Linked DNA regions of Gossypium arboreum: region 1 is linked to region 2. A link is a contact called in public Hi-C data. All regions are on one chromosome and are shown on one strand. Each heading gives the region's core, a stretch centred on a gene start, on an enhancer-like site or on the middle of the called end of the contact. The rest is flanking DNA. Distances are from core to core; before and after follow the strand shown.

The links. Hi-C and Micro-C count contacts between places; a contact is called where the count stands out from the background.
Region 1: a contact with region 2 is called in a Hi-C map of leaf, with 6 times the contacts expected there. The contact joins the promoter of LOC108486965 here to the promoter of LOC108457112 in region 2. A contact is called at or near these places in 2 of 5 Hi-C or Micro-C datasets (both in leaf).

The regions. Positions count from the first base shown.
Region 1 is chr3:92,509,194-92,516,004 of ASM2569848v2, forward strand. LOC108486965 reads right to left here and starts at 4,517. Exons shown (of 2, transcript XM_017791135.2): 1 at 4,135-4,517; 2 at 3,529-4,057. The coding sequence starts at 4,246. The coding sequence ends at 3,861. LOC108460470 (eugenol synthase 2-like) reads left to right here and starts at 1,148. Exons shown (of 5, transcript XM_053025784.1): 1 at 1,148-1,531; 2 at 1,621-1,755; 3 at 2,039-2,276; 4 at 2,398-2,601; 5 at 2,765-3,117. The coding sequence starts at 1,349. The coding sequence ends at 2,931.
Region 2 is chr3:91,970,793-91,977,406 of ASM2569848v2, forward strand. It overlaps LOC108457112 (3-ketoacyl-CoA synthase 4), which reads left to right and starts at 4,022. Exons shown (of 1, transcript XM_017755968.2): 1 at 4,022-6,142. The coding sequence starts at 4,410. The coding sequence ends at 5,957. It overlaps LOC108454839, which reads left to right. Exons shown (of 9, transcript XM_017753436.2): 5 at 1-67; 6 at 143-234; 7 at 851-892; 8 at 970-1,050; 9 at 1,290-1,800. The coding sequence ends at 1,361. LOC108457113 (sugar transporter ERD6-like 6) reads right to left here. Exons shown (of 18, transcript XM_017755972.2): 18 at 6,600-6,614.

The DNA.
Region 1 (6,811 bases), core at 3,267-5,766, 540 kb after region 2:
GAGCAATCATGAGTGAAAAAGAGAGAAAGTTTGATACTTTGAATCGTATCTTTAATGAAATAAAATTGTCTTACTTTCAAATCAAAATACATTACATCTTTATATTGCTAATGACTAGGGCTCATTTCTAGAATCTTAGAATCAAGTTCTTTTCGCTAATGATATATAACTAACTAAGAGTCTTCAATGAAATAAAATTGTCTTACTTTCTAATCAATATTTATTACATCTTTGTAGTTCTAAACATACATAAGCCGCAACCTTATATTCTTTTTATTAAAAGTTATGATAATAATTTATTTGCTCTCAAATTTTATCAAAAATTATTTTACCCTTTCCTTTAAAAAAATTATTGTTTGATAATTTTATTGATATGACATATACGTGATTTTTTTATATTTTTATATGTCACGTTAGCAATTAATTATTTTTAAAATTTAAAAGTATTTTATATTTTCATACTTTTTAATATTTTTTTAATTTTAAAATAATTAATTTTTATGTGTCATCTACATAGCAAAATTAATAAATGTTTATTTTTCTATGTGATTTGATAAATTAACGTAAAATTAAAAAATAAAAATAAAATAAAAATAAGTTGAAAGATTAAAAATTAATATATCTTAAAAAATATTAATCTAATTAAATTTTAATGGAATATTTTCAAATTATAATTTGATTTGAGTGTTATAGTTCCAAATTTTAAAATAAGATGTCCAAATAAATTTGAAACAAGCAGTTATCCTTTAATTTTAGAGTATTAATTTGGTGACAATATATCAAATAATTTTTCTTAAATGAAATAAGAATATAAAAATTTTAAAAATTACCTCTTTAAACGAAATTAAAATAAAAAAATTAATTACGATTCTTTACAAAAGTACAAATTTTTCATTATTTTACGAAGATAAGTATATACCCTCGGCTCAATTGAAAAATTTTTTATAGCCCTTTTTCAGAATTAAATTATTCAATTTAATCCTTTTAATATTTTATTAAATAAAAATTGTAATTTTATTCTTTTTAAAATTTATAATTTAATTTAAATATTTTTAATACTTAAATTATAATGGTACTTTAAATAAAATTTCTATTTGTCTTATTAACAAAGACTGCTTAATTACTCAGATAATCGATTTCTACCGTTAATGAATCCAAATACCCAAAATCATCGAACCAACCCCACAATTTGGTTCTTACCACTTGTCACTTCCCAGACCTCATTTTCATCCATAAATACTGCCCCATTTGGCTGCAAACCTCCCATTTCAACAACTTCATCCGGGACCTCTCTTTGCCAACTACCAATTCTCACTGCCTGTCCTTTCTATAGCAGAAGCATTCTTCAATGGCTGGAAGGAGCAAGGTTTTAGTCATTGGAGGCACTGGGTACATCGGAAAGTTCATTGTTGAAGCCAGTGTGAAAGAGGGTCATCCCACTTTTGCTTTAGTAAGAGAGGGTTCAGTTTCAGACCCAGTTAAGGGAAAGGTTATTAACAATTTCAAGAACTTAGGGGTTCATCTGTTGTATGTAAGTATAATTTCACTTCATTCGTGGCTGCGAAGCTTTCTGGTTGTAATCTTATTTTTGTTAGTTTGATGTTTTGTACGGGCATGCAGGGGGATCTTTACGATCATGAGAGTCTGGTTAAGGCAATAAAGCAAGCTGATGTGGTGATATCCGCGGTAGGTTCGATGCAGTTAGCAGATCAAGTTAAGATCATTGCTGCCATTAAAGAAGCTGGGAATGTGAAGGTTAGTATTTCCCAGTTAATTTACTTAGATTGTTGGTTATTGAGAATAACTTACTTGATAGCACTGATTTCACAGCTGTAATATCCCCATTCTGCAATCATCACATTTGATGACCTCGTACTTGGGAAATTTGCAGGCACTTAACTCATTATTGTTGTTTAGGTAGAAGGCACTAATTAATTTATGAGTACCATTTGGCATTTACACAATAAATGTAGCAACGAGCAGAGAGCAGTTTACTTTCAAGTTCTTCATCCTAATGGTTTCTAATTTGTTTGATCAGAGGTTTTTCCCATCGGAATTCGGAAATGATGTGGACCGGGTTCATGCTGTAGAGCCAGCGAAAACAGCATTCGCAACCAAGGCTCAAATCCGGCGTGCTATTGAGGCTGAGGGAATCCCCTACACCTATGTGTCCAGTAACTGCTTTGCAGGCTATTTTCTTCCTGGTTTGTCACAGCCAGGAGCCACTACTCCCCCAAGAGACAAGTTGGTGATCCCAGGCGATGGACATCCTAAAGGTAAATAGTACTTATCAGCTCATCAATATCAGCATCTTTTCATTTTCAAGTATTTTAACATAGGGAAGCCCGAAACCATCCATAGATTAAGGTGATATGATGCATCCTACTCTGTTTGCAGCTGTTTTCAACCATGAAAGTGATATTGGAACATACACAATCAAAGCTGTTGATGACCCCAGAACACTGAATAAGATCCTATACATTAGGCCTCCTAAAAACACCTATTCATTTAATGAGATTGTTGCCTTGTGGGAGAAATTGATTGGCAAAACCCTTGAGAAAACATATGTTCCAGAGGACCAACTTCTCAAACAGATCAAAGGTTGGTGAAATCCCCTGCTCTTTGTTCTTATTCAAACCATGGCTAATTAAAGGATGTTGCCAGCAGGCTATTCTTTCAGTTCAAACCAATTTACTGCTTTGTTATTTCATTTTCAAAATGTGAAGGCTAATTGGTGTTGTTTGGTTTTCATCAATTCTTGCAGAGGCTACATTTCCATACAGTGTTGGATTGGCAATCAGACATTCAGTCTTTGTGAGGGGTGATCATACCAACTTTGAGATCGAACCGTCATTCGGAGTTGAGGCTTCTGAGCTGTACCCTGATGTGAAATATACTACTGTGGAGGAATATCTGAGCCGTTTGGTTTGAGACAGAAAATGAATCATATGCTCCTTGTTATTAAACTAATACTAGCAATAATTGAGAAACTATCACCGACTGGTATATGCGTGTATGCATAAGTTTCTTGTTATCATTCAGCAGAATGTGAACCATACTGTTCTAAATTACTATATAATATATGAGGAGAATCTGTTTGCCTACTTGCTTATATAATTCCCATATTAACATTGAATTTGAAAACTTGATTGGAATTGTTCTAGCAATCATGGGAAATTCAGACAAGGGCCAAATCAGCTTGGGAGCTCCTTAAAATAAACGCTGACAAACATCGTTTTATCTTTTAATCACAGTATGTTTTGAAGTCTCATAAAAATGAAAGGTGTTACATTCAATGATAAATGTATCATGGTGAAATTTTTACTAAGAGTCTGAATACATTTAAAAAAAATAGTCAAATTAGTCTTTCTAGTTTAGATTAAAGAGCAAATTAGTCTTTCTATTAAAAATTTTATAAGTCAACATGAGGTAAACGAGTAACTATCCTCTGTCAACTACCAATTTGCTCTTCAACTTATTCTACAATGACTATTTTTTTTTTTTTTGAGTAAAGATAGTAAAAGGCAATTTTACTCTGAATACCTCTATCTTACTTTTACTCGCATTCAATATACAAGTCGCTGCTTGGCAAGTCTGAACTTGTCGACAAACATAAAATCCTTCAGTCATTCAGCTTCACCTACTCTACCGAGATTTTCATCATCTGTTTACCTACCACTAGAAATCAACTTTAAAAAGAACGAAACATTCATAAAATAAATAAATAAATATGTAAATTTTGTGCAGTGGGTTTCTGTGTACAAGGTAAGAAATCTGAAAGTCTGCCTTCTTTTACATGTTTTCTTGTAAAAGTTGGAAAAAGAAAAACATACACTTCCTTTGTATAGTTCATCATTGATTTAATCTGACCCTGATAACAAACCCATTGCTTTTCGAAGTACTTTGATGACCCAGCCTCCAAATTCCAGGAGGCAGCTCCACTTCTGTTGCTCTGTTGCTGCTTCCAATCGACTCACAGATATGGTTCCATTACTTACTTGTTTCACTCCATATCCAATCATTTTCCTATGATCCTTTACCCCCTCAGTTCCCTTACCTGAAAAATAGAGAACAAAAAACAAGTTAAAAACATAAAAAATACAGAGTGAAATGAAAGAAGGCTTGAGCTCTTACGATTGAATTCAAAGCTGTGTTTGGAGGATTCTGACCAGAGAACAAGGGTAGGGGTAATAATTGTAAGAGCAGTCCAGGAGAAGAATATGACGACGAAGATTCTTCCACTCATGTTTTTCCAGGGAAAATAAGTAGTGATTCAGTTGTTGAAGGGGTTTATTTAAGGGGGGAAAGAGAGACATAAATCCTTTAACAAATTAGCTGGCCATGTTTAAGGAACTATGTTATTATAACAACTTCATTATATAATATTCAAATTGCAGTATTGTTTTCTTAAACTAATCAAAGTCAAGTACAAGAGAACATCAAACATTGTGGATTATAAGGTGGATCAGTTGTTGGAGAGTTGTTAATTTATGACCATGATATTAAGCATCCCATCTGGCATCATTGAGAACCTGATAATTGGCAATTTAAAAGCTTTAGAGATTCCTGGTACATGACTAATGGGCCTACAGCAACCCTTCCAGAGTTGAAGTTGTCGGACAGGCTAAACTACTAAGACAGATTTTGGGTTTTATAACTTCACTCACTTAACCTATTAGTCTTTAATTAGGGTTGACAAAACTCATTTTTATTAGAAAAAATAGAATTTTTTTCGAATTTTGAGTTATTTAAATTTTTAATTAATTTAAAGAAGTAATTCAGTTTTTGAGTTCAAGTCGAATTAAATTTTACAATTCGAATAATCCAAATTACAAATTGATATAAATACCACTTGGGTCCCTAATAGTTTCAGTAAATGCACAAAGTGATCCCTCTAAAAAGTTACAAGAAAATTCAAAATATTTATAAAATATATTTTTTCTAAAAGTTTATAAATAAATATTCAAAAATTTAAAATTTACTAAAATAATCTTAAATATATATAAATGCTAATATATATATATTGTTTAAAATTCAAAATGATAAATTTGAAGCCTTAAACAAGTAAATTATCAAATCAAATTTATTATAAAATTATCCCAGTTTTTTTCTCTCATTTTATTTTTAAATAGTTTTAGTTTTTTTCTCTCATTTTATTTTCAAAGAGTTTTCAAATATGCATGGTCTTTTATGTTCTTTAACTTGGAATTTAATCATATTGTCAACAAAATTTCAACGTGGTCAGTTTATTTTTCTAATTTAATTCGAACAAATTTATTTGACTTAACTCAATAAGAATATCATTTCACTCAACTCGAATCAAAAATATTTTAAATCAAGTTAGAATAATAAAATAGGACATATCAACTTGACTAACTAAAATTTTTTTCACTTGATTCGATAGGATGTTGACCTCTATTCATAACAATCAAGTAAACCCTTATCTTCCAAATTTGTAAGTACACATTATTTGTGCATAAAATAACAATCTATATAATTGTTTTCAAATTTTATTTTATTAATATATTTAATAGATGAAAGCATTTTTAAAATATTTTTATTGTACTTAAGATTTAGTATGCGTGATTTATTTGAATGAAAGATAAAATATGATGATCAATACATTTACTTGATCCTATAGAATTGGGTTAGATTCGAGACTCAACTCATGTTAATAGACTGAGTCAGCCAAAGCCAGTACCAAAAGAAAAAAAAACCTAAAGATGCCCAGCTGAAGAAGGCCCACATTGCGCTTGAAGCATCATTTCTCCTGTAACACCCCTTACCCGTATTCGACACCAGAATAGGGTATGAGGTGTTACCAGACATAAACTCACACAATCATACAAAACCGGGCCATAAAATTTTTCCCAAATTTAAAACTTTTCATTCACATGCATATCATCCCTTAAATGGGCCTTTGAGGCCCAAAACATACATTAGGTGTGGTTCGAGACTAAACCGAGAACTCTCAGAACTTATACAATACTTAGAAAATTTTCCTATTTTGGAGGGTCACACGCTCGTGTGGGTAGGTTGTGTGGTCTCACATGCCCGTATGGCTTGGGACACGCCCGTGTCCTCAACCCGTGTAACTCTCTGTTTATGACGTCATCAACTAAATTGAGGTTACACGGCCAAGTCAAACGCCCGTGTGCTTAGGCTGTGGCCTTTATACAATTGAGACACATGGTCGTGTCTCTGCCCGTGTGCTTACTACTGAGCATTCTGTTTTACCAAATTAGGGTACAGGGGACACACGACCAGATCACACACCCGTGTGCCTACCTGTGTGGACAACTTTGAGGCTATTTTCCGAGCCAGTTGCCACCCTTATTTGCACATACACATACATGACTTCAAAGGCATTTAACATGGCATAAGTGAGCACTTAAACATACACAAACAAAACATGGCCGTGTTCATTTCATCTTTACTTATACATGCATAAGACTTCATACTTTGTCAAGCCCAACTTACCAATTCTCATTTAAGCCATATTTATCATCATACTAAATAAATCCAAATTAAATTATCAAGCATTCATAACCACAACACATCACCATTGCATGGGCACATGTATACTTAAATAAATAGACTTACAACCCAATAATCAATATGAGCCACATCTCATGGCCTTATACAAAATGAATCAAATATCAATATAAGCCAATTTACATGGCTTCACATTACATCAAACCCTTAACCATTACAAGTCAATTGGCTAAATCGTAATGACACATTCACAATTGACTAAGTCCCTATACATGCCATAAACTTAAAAGGTTTGTATTCATTTTTACCCACGATG
Region 2 (6,614 bases), core at 2,772-5,271:
GTGGTCTATGAAGGTGTTATAAGGGAAAAACCAGCCAATGAGGAAGAAGCACATCAATTTATAAAAGGTTTGTGATAATACTCTTGATCCAATTTCTACTGTTCTACTCTTTCAAAACTTTACTGATTAACCATTTGCGCAGGCTATTCAGGTGGGCATGCTGCAACTGTGGGATCTGTTCTAGTTACAAACCTTAAAACTGGATTCAGAAAAGGAGAATGGGATAGAGTGGAGGTATTAATGGCTCTAATTTTTATCTGAATTTGCTAAGAAAGAATTATATTCTTCTAAATCGCTCGACTGACTGCCGCACAGTCTGTTAGAAAGATCTTGGCGAGCCCTATCTATAGGAAACCTCAATATTGCTGGAAAGACAATAAAAATAATCGGAGTTTTTAGGGCTTAGAGTTAAGGGTTCGGTGTCTTGAGTTTATGGTTTCATTAGGAGAAAAATATATTTCTAAGAACCCTAGAACATACCATAACACTGTTGTGAAGCATAAATGTCAGAGTGCATTATAGAACCATAGATGAAAATGCTTTGGTTCAGACCCCACTCTCATTCCATCTTCCTTTCATACCTTGGTGTGTGTGTGTGTGTGTGATGGGTATAGTTCTTCAGCTTACTTAGTCAAATTATTTAACACTTGCATCAAGCTATAGTAGCCACAGAATATGAAATAGTAATGAAGAACATATTTTACTCTACCCACTTTATGCATGTTTCCATCACCATATTCATCATGTTTCCTTCTGGGTAAAAAAACAGTCTGCTGCACTTAAGCATGTCCATAATGTGGCTTAACACTTTCTTTTGTTGTTATTAATTTTCATTTTTAATGCCCTGCAGATACATTTCCATGAAATACCAGACGAAGTCATTGAGAAATTGGTAAGAGTTTTTGTTTTTCTTTTCCCTCCTTTTGCTTACGGCCTGGGCATTGTCATTGTTCTTTACTTGTTGATCAGATCGAGGAAGGGAATGTACTACATGTTGCTGGGGGATTGCTGATCGAACATCCTTTGATAAAGCCATACATTAAACAAGTGGTTAGTTTGATTATTTTTGCGAATCTAGTGTAAATATGATTCTTGCACCATATTGCCTAGGCAACTTAAACATATGAATCATATAATGCATGAATACTTCCAAAGCCTCGACATTACCAACAAGCCTTTTCCAAAACTTGTATTACTCAGCTTAGGCTTGAGTCCTGCATACGGGTATGTTCAATCGGATCTGAAGAGCATGATTTATTGTGGCATGAGATGTGGGTTTGGTTTTGCAGGTAGGGACAATAGACAGTGTGATGGGATTGCCGAAAGCTCTCACGGAGAAACTCATAAGGGAAGCTGTCTAGGAGCCACGCCATTTGAATCCATTGGAACTTATTTCACTTTTATTCTCTTCCGTATATTATCTTTGTCACTCATTTTATTTCCCTAAGCTGCTACTTTTGGTAAATAAACTACAGCCACATGCCCCCTTTTTTTTTTTTTTTTTGGTTTGGAAGATGCTGTAGTTGCGTAGCTTAAGAGGAGATCTTCACCTTTGAACAGTTGGCAATGTGGTCCGAAAAAATCAAACATGTTTTTCGACATCTTGGATTAGAGTTTGAGTAGAGGTCTCTTTCTTTAAAAATAGGTAAATTAATTCTTATATATTAAAGTAAAAAGTAAATTAAGCATTTTTATTAATAAAATTGGTTCTTATATATTAGAGTGAGGTATACATGGCTTATCTTGTGTAATTGTATTGTTATTCAGTAACAATAGAAAATGATGAAGTTTTTGCTAGAATGGAATCATTTGTCTTTAATTTAATATACATGGATTAATTTATTTCTCTTTTCAGTAAAAGAAATTAAATGTAATTTGATTCTTAATATAGAAGCTTGCGTTGCAATCAAGATGAACACAAAATAATGAGATCGAAGATTTCTAGAAAGTGAATTATTTTGTGAAGTAAGACAAAAGGGTTGATGAAGCGTGGTCAATGGCGGAGCAGGTTTTCTCATAACAAATAGTCTCTTCTTTGACATTGTTTTGTAGTTAAAAAAGAAGTCACCATCAAACAAAAAATGTCCCTGTAATCCATATATTTTAAATTTAAATCATCCATTAATTTGAGAGAGTCCGGATATTATGACATTTACTCTTTCTTTTTTTAATATTCTTATTTGAGTTGCAAACTTAATCCTTTTTTTTTTCAATTTGTATTGAGATATTTTAATTTAAACGCAAATTTGAGTTTGAAATTGAGTACAAATGAGGCTTAAATACTCATTTAGCCCCTAAATTTATTATTTTCTTTCAAATTGATATTTATGATTTAAATTTTCATTCTATGAAGGGTTTTAGTACTTCCTTGTAATGGTATTAAGTTTGGTATGGTGGTACTTTCAGACAGTGACATGTGGTAATGATGATATCATAAAGATATTATAATTTGATTTTTTAAAATTATTAAAAAATATAAAAATATCATAAATAATTTATAAACAAAAATAAAATATATTATTTTTAAAAGTTACAAAAATTAAATTATCTTAAATGAAACAAAATATTATTTTTATATTATTTTAAAAAAATAAATTAAAAAAAAAATTTGTTTGCTATAGCTATTAGTTAATTACTTTTGTTAGGTCAGCCGGCTTACTTTGATTTCCCTTAGCACAAATTTTCTAATATTGATTATCAAGCCTTTAGCATGGAAAGTAAGCCTACGAAGCATCAAAGATCATCGTCCTTGTTCAATGTGATTGTGACTTCTAGTAGTGTCAACAGTAGAATATAATTTGATTCTTCTCCGGTGAGATTTAGTAGAGTACTGAGGAATAAGACGACACAGGATTGGGGTTGAATCGTGTACGTGGGTTCAGGGGCATTATGGTTCTGTAAGTAAGTTTGGTGTTTAAAAATGCATGGGTTATGTTGGGGTTGTCCAATGGAAATAGGATGAGGAGTCATGGTAGAAATTTGAAGGAAAACTAAACAGATATCGAAAAAATTAAAGAAATTTTCCAGAAGAAAAGTTGGGTTGTGAAATGAGGCTTATCTGAATCCGATGGCAATTCTGGTCGCCAATTTACTGCTTACCTTGGCCAACCAAACCCATCTCATCACTCTACGTGCTCTATCCCTCATGTCATTTGGGTGCTGATTGGTTGTTGTCAAATATGGTTTTTATAATTAAATAATATTTATTTTAATTCATTTTTCAATTTAATATATAATTTTATTTGTATTTAAATTTCTTTTTATGATTTTATATATACATTTTAATTTTTAAATTAAAAAATAAGAATTATGATATCATTATAATGTCAGTATATAAAAATATCACATGCACCAGACTTAACAGAGTTGCAAAAAGTACCAAAACCTTTTAGAGCACTAATCTAATGAATATCCCCGCTCAAGAATGAAAATTGAGGTATCAACTTAAAAGAAAGCGACAAATTCAAAGATTAAATGAATATTTAATTTTACAATTAATGAAGGTTGAAAATTGTATCAGAAGGAAACTAAAGAATTTAATTTTTTTATTTATTAATTTGATACTTATTTTTATTTGAGTTAAATTTAACTATTATTTTTAAAAAAGTTAAAATAATTTTTATAAAACTATTGACTAAAATATTATTTTTTAATAATATTGATATGATAATCTACATGTATTTTATACTGATATGATATTATTTATCTTATACATCACATTAAAAAATAATTTAAAATTATAAAAATTAAAAGATATATAAAATTGATAAAATTAAAAATAAAGTAACATATGAATTGTTACACAAATTCTTATATTTAAAATTTAATGTTTGAGTAGACATTCCTTAAAAAAACATTTAGATTATGGAACACAAAATTTGACCAAATAATTTCAAAATTCATGCAATTTGAATGTGGGTAAGGAAAAAAAAAACGATAAGAATGACATCATTTTTAGCCACGTGATTCTAGAAAATGGAGTAACTAGAATACAAAGAAAATAGTAAACAAAAATGATTCAAAACCATGAAAAATTCAGATTGATGTTAAACAAAAAAAAATTCAACTCTTTCCACCGAAAACAAAGATTTCAATAATAGCAACCACTTAGACTCTTGACATTCATAACTTTTCCTATTCCCTTCCTTTCTCCGCACCACTCTTTGCATTAGATTCCCATCTTTAATCTTTATTTTCTCCAGAAACTAAATTTCTTCTCTCAAATTTCCCACATTTTTATTATTATTATTTTTTTTTTTTTTTAAAGTTCAAACCTTGGGTGACGACTCACTCACTATTTGCAAATCTATTAATAGATTTGGTCAGTCCCAAGCAACAACCACTTACCACTCCCTCTTGACCGTTAAACCCCCGCCATACCCCCGGTTCATCACTTTTAACGGAGCATCATGAACCAAAGGGGTGTAGCCACCACAAATGGTGGCTCCGGAAGCGGCTCAGTTGGTGTTCGGATCCAACAATCCCGAAGGCTACCGGATTTCCTCCAAAGCGTTAATCTCAAGTACGTCAAATTGGGTTACCACTATCTAATTTCCAATCTTTTAACCCTCTGTTTTATCCCTGCCATCGCCGCACTATCGATCCAAGTTTCTCAAATGAATCTTGATGATTTACGCCAATTGTGGCTTCACCTTCAATACAATCTAGTCAGCATCATCATTTGCTCTGCTATTCTAGTCTTCGGGTTAACAGTCTATATCATGACCCGACCCCGACCCGTTTACCTTGTCGATTATTCTTGTTACCGTCCTCCCGACCATCTTAAAGCCCCGTACGGTCGTTTCTTGGAGCACTCTAGGTTGACCGGGGATTTTGATGAGTCGTCACTCGAGTTCCAGCGCAAGATTTTGGAGCGCTCGGGGCTGGGAGAAGAGACTTATGTGCCTAAAGCAATGCATAGTATTCCTCCAACGCCGTCTATGGCGGCGGCAAGGGAAGAAGCTGAGGAGGTTATGTTTGGGGCATTGGATACTCTTCTTCGAAACACGAATGTTAGTCCCAAGGATATTGGTATTCTTGTTGTGAATTGTAGTTTGTTTAACCCAACCCCTTCATTGTCTGCTATGATTGTGAACAAGTACAAGCTAAGGGGAAATATTAGGAGTTTTCATCTGGGTGGAATGGGGTGTAGTGCTGGGGTGATCGCTGTTGATCTGGCTAAGGACTTGTTGCAGGTTCATAGGAATACGTATGCTGTTGTTGTGAGTACTGAGAATATTACTCAGAATTGGTATTTTGGGAATAGCAAGTCTATGTTGATACCTAATTGTTTGTTTCGAGTTGGGGGTTCCGCGGTTTTGCTTTCGAACAAGTCCAACGATAGGAGGCGAGCTAAGTATAAGCTTATTCATGTGGTGAGGACTCATCGCGGAGCAGACGATAAGGCATTTAGGTGTGTGTATCAAGAACAGGATGATGCAGGGAAGATAGGCGTATCTCTGTCTAAAGATTTGATGGCAATTGCTGGTGGTGCGCTAAAGACCAATATCACAACCTTGGGTCCTCTTGTTTTACCTATCAGTGAGCAGCTTTTGTTCTTCACAACTTTGGTAGTGAAGAAATTGTTCAATGCAAGTGTCAAGCCTTATATTCCGGATTTCAAGTTGGCATTTGATCATTTCTGCATACATGCTGGGGGGAGGGCTGTGATTGATGAACTGGAGAAGAATCTGCAGCTGCTACCGATACATGTTGAGGCTTCTAGAATGACTCTCCATCGCTTCGGAAACACCTCTTCAAGCTCCATTTGGTATGAATTGGCATATATCGAGGCTAAGGGGAGGATTAGGAATCGCAACCGTATATGGCAAATTGCATTTGGAAGTGGTTTCAAATGTAACAGTGCAGTCTGGCAAGCTCTCCGGAATGTAAAGCCGTCTAGTAATGGTCCCTGGGAAGATTGCATTGATAAGTATCCTATGAAAATAAGCTCCTAGCTGGTAACATTTTGAGTTAGATTCAATTTTTCTCAGCTAGTTGTCAAATTTGGTTACCATTGTGTTTCATCTTTTGCATTTCTTGCATGTTTGGACTTCTATCATGTAGACTTTGCTCATTTTGTACTATAATTCTCAGTGTATTTACTAGTCAATGACATGTCTGATACCAACATTTATAGAAATTTTCATCAATGTACCATCATAGCATTTCATCCTGTTTAGTTTGTTTTTTGTTTTGTTTATTATTGTGATTACTAATAGTTATTACTCAGATATCATTGATATATAATGCCTTTTTGCTGTTGCTAAAAGTGGCAAGGACCACAATGGCTAGAACTGATTAGTGACGCTTGCTTTCCTGCTGTTCAAAACTTGTATTCATCATGAAGCAATGATGAGTAACGTACTAATTTAGCTGAATCTTTGTTACTCGAATTGAATTGGTATATATGTACAACACATCCATGTTGAATTTTTTCTAGTTTTTCCATGTATTGGATGATCTTTGAAGAGTTATATTTTTTATACCAATGTCTGGATATTCATTTGGCATGAATATTTGGCACAGCTACCCGGACAAAATTGTAGAGTTGGAGATGAACTTATTCTGCCTGGCTACTAATAACAGAAAATTTGGCATGGCCATGGTAAGAA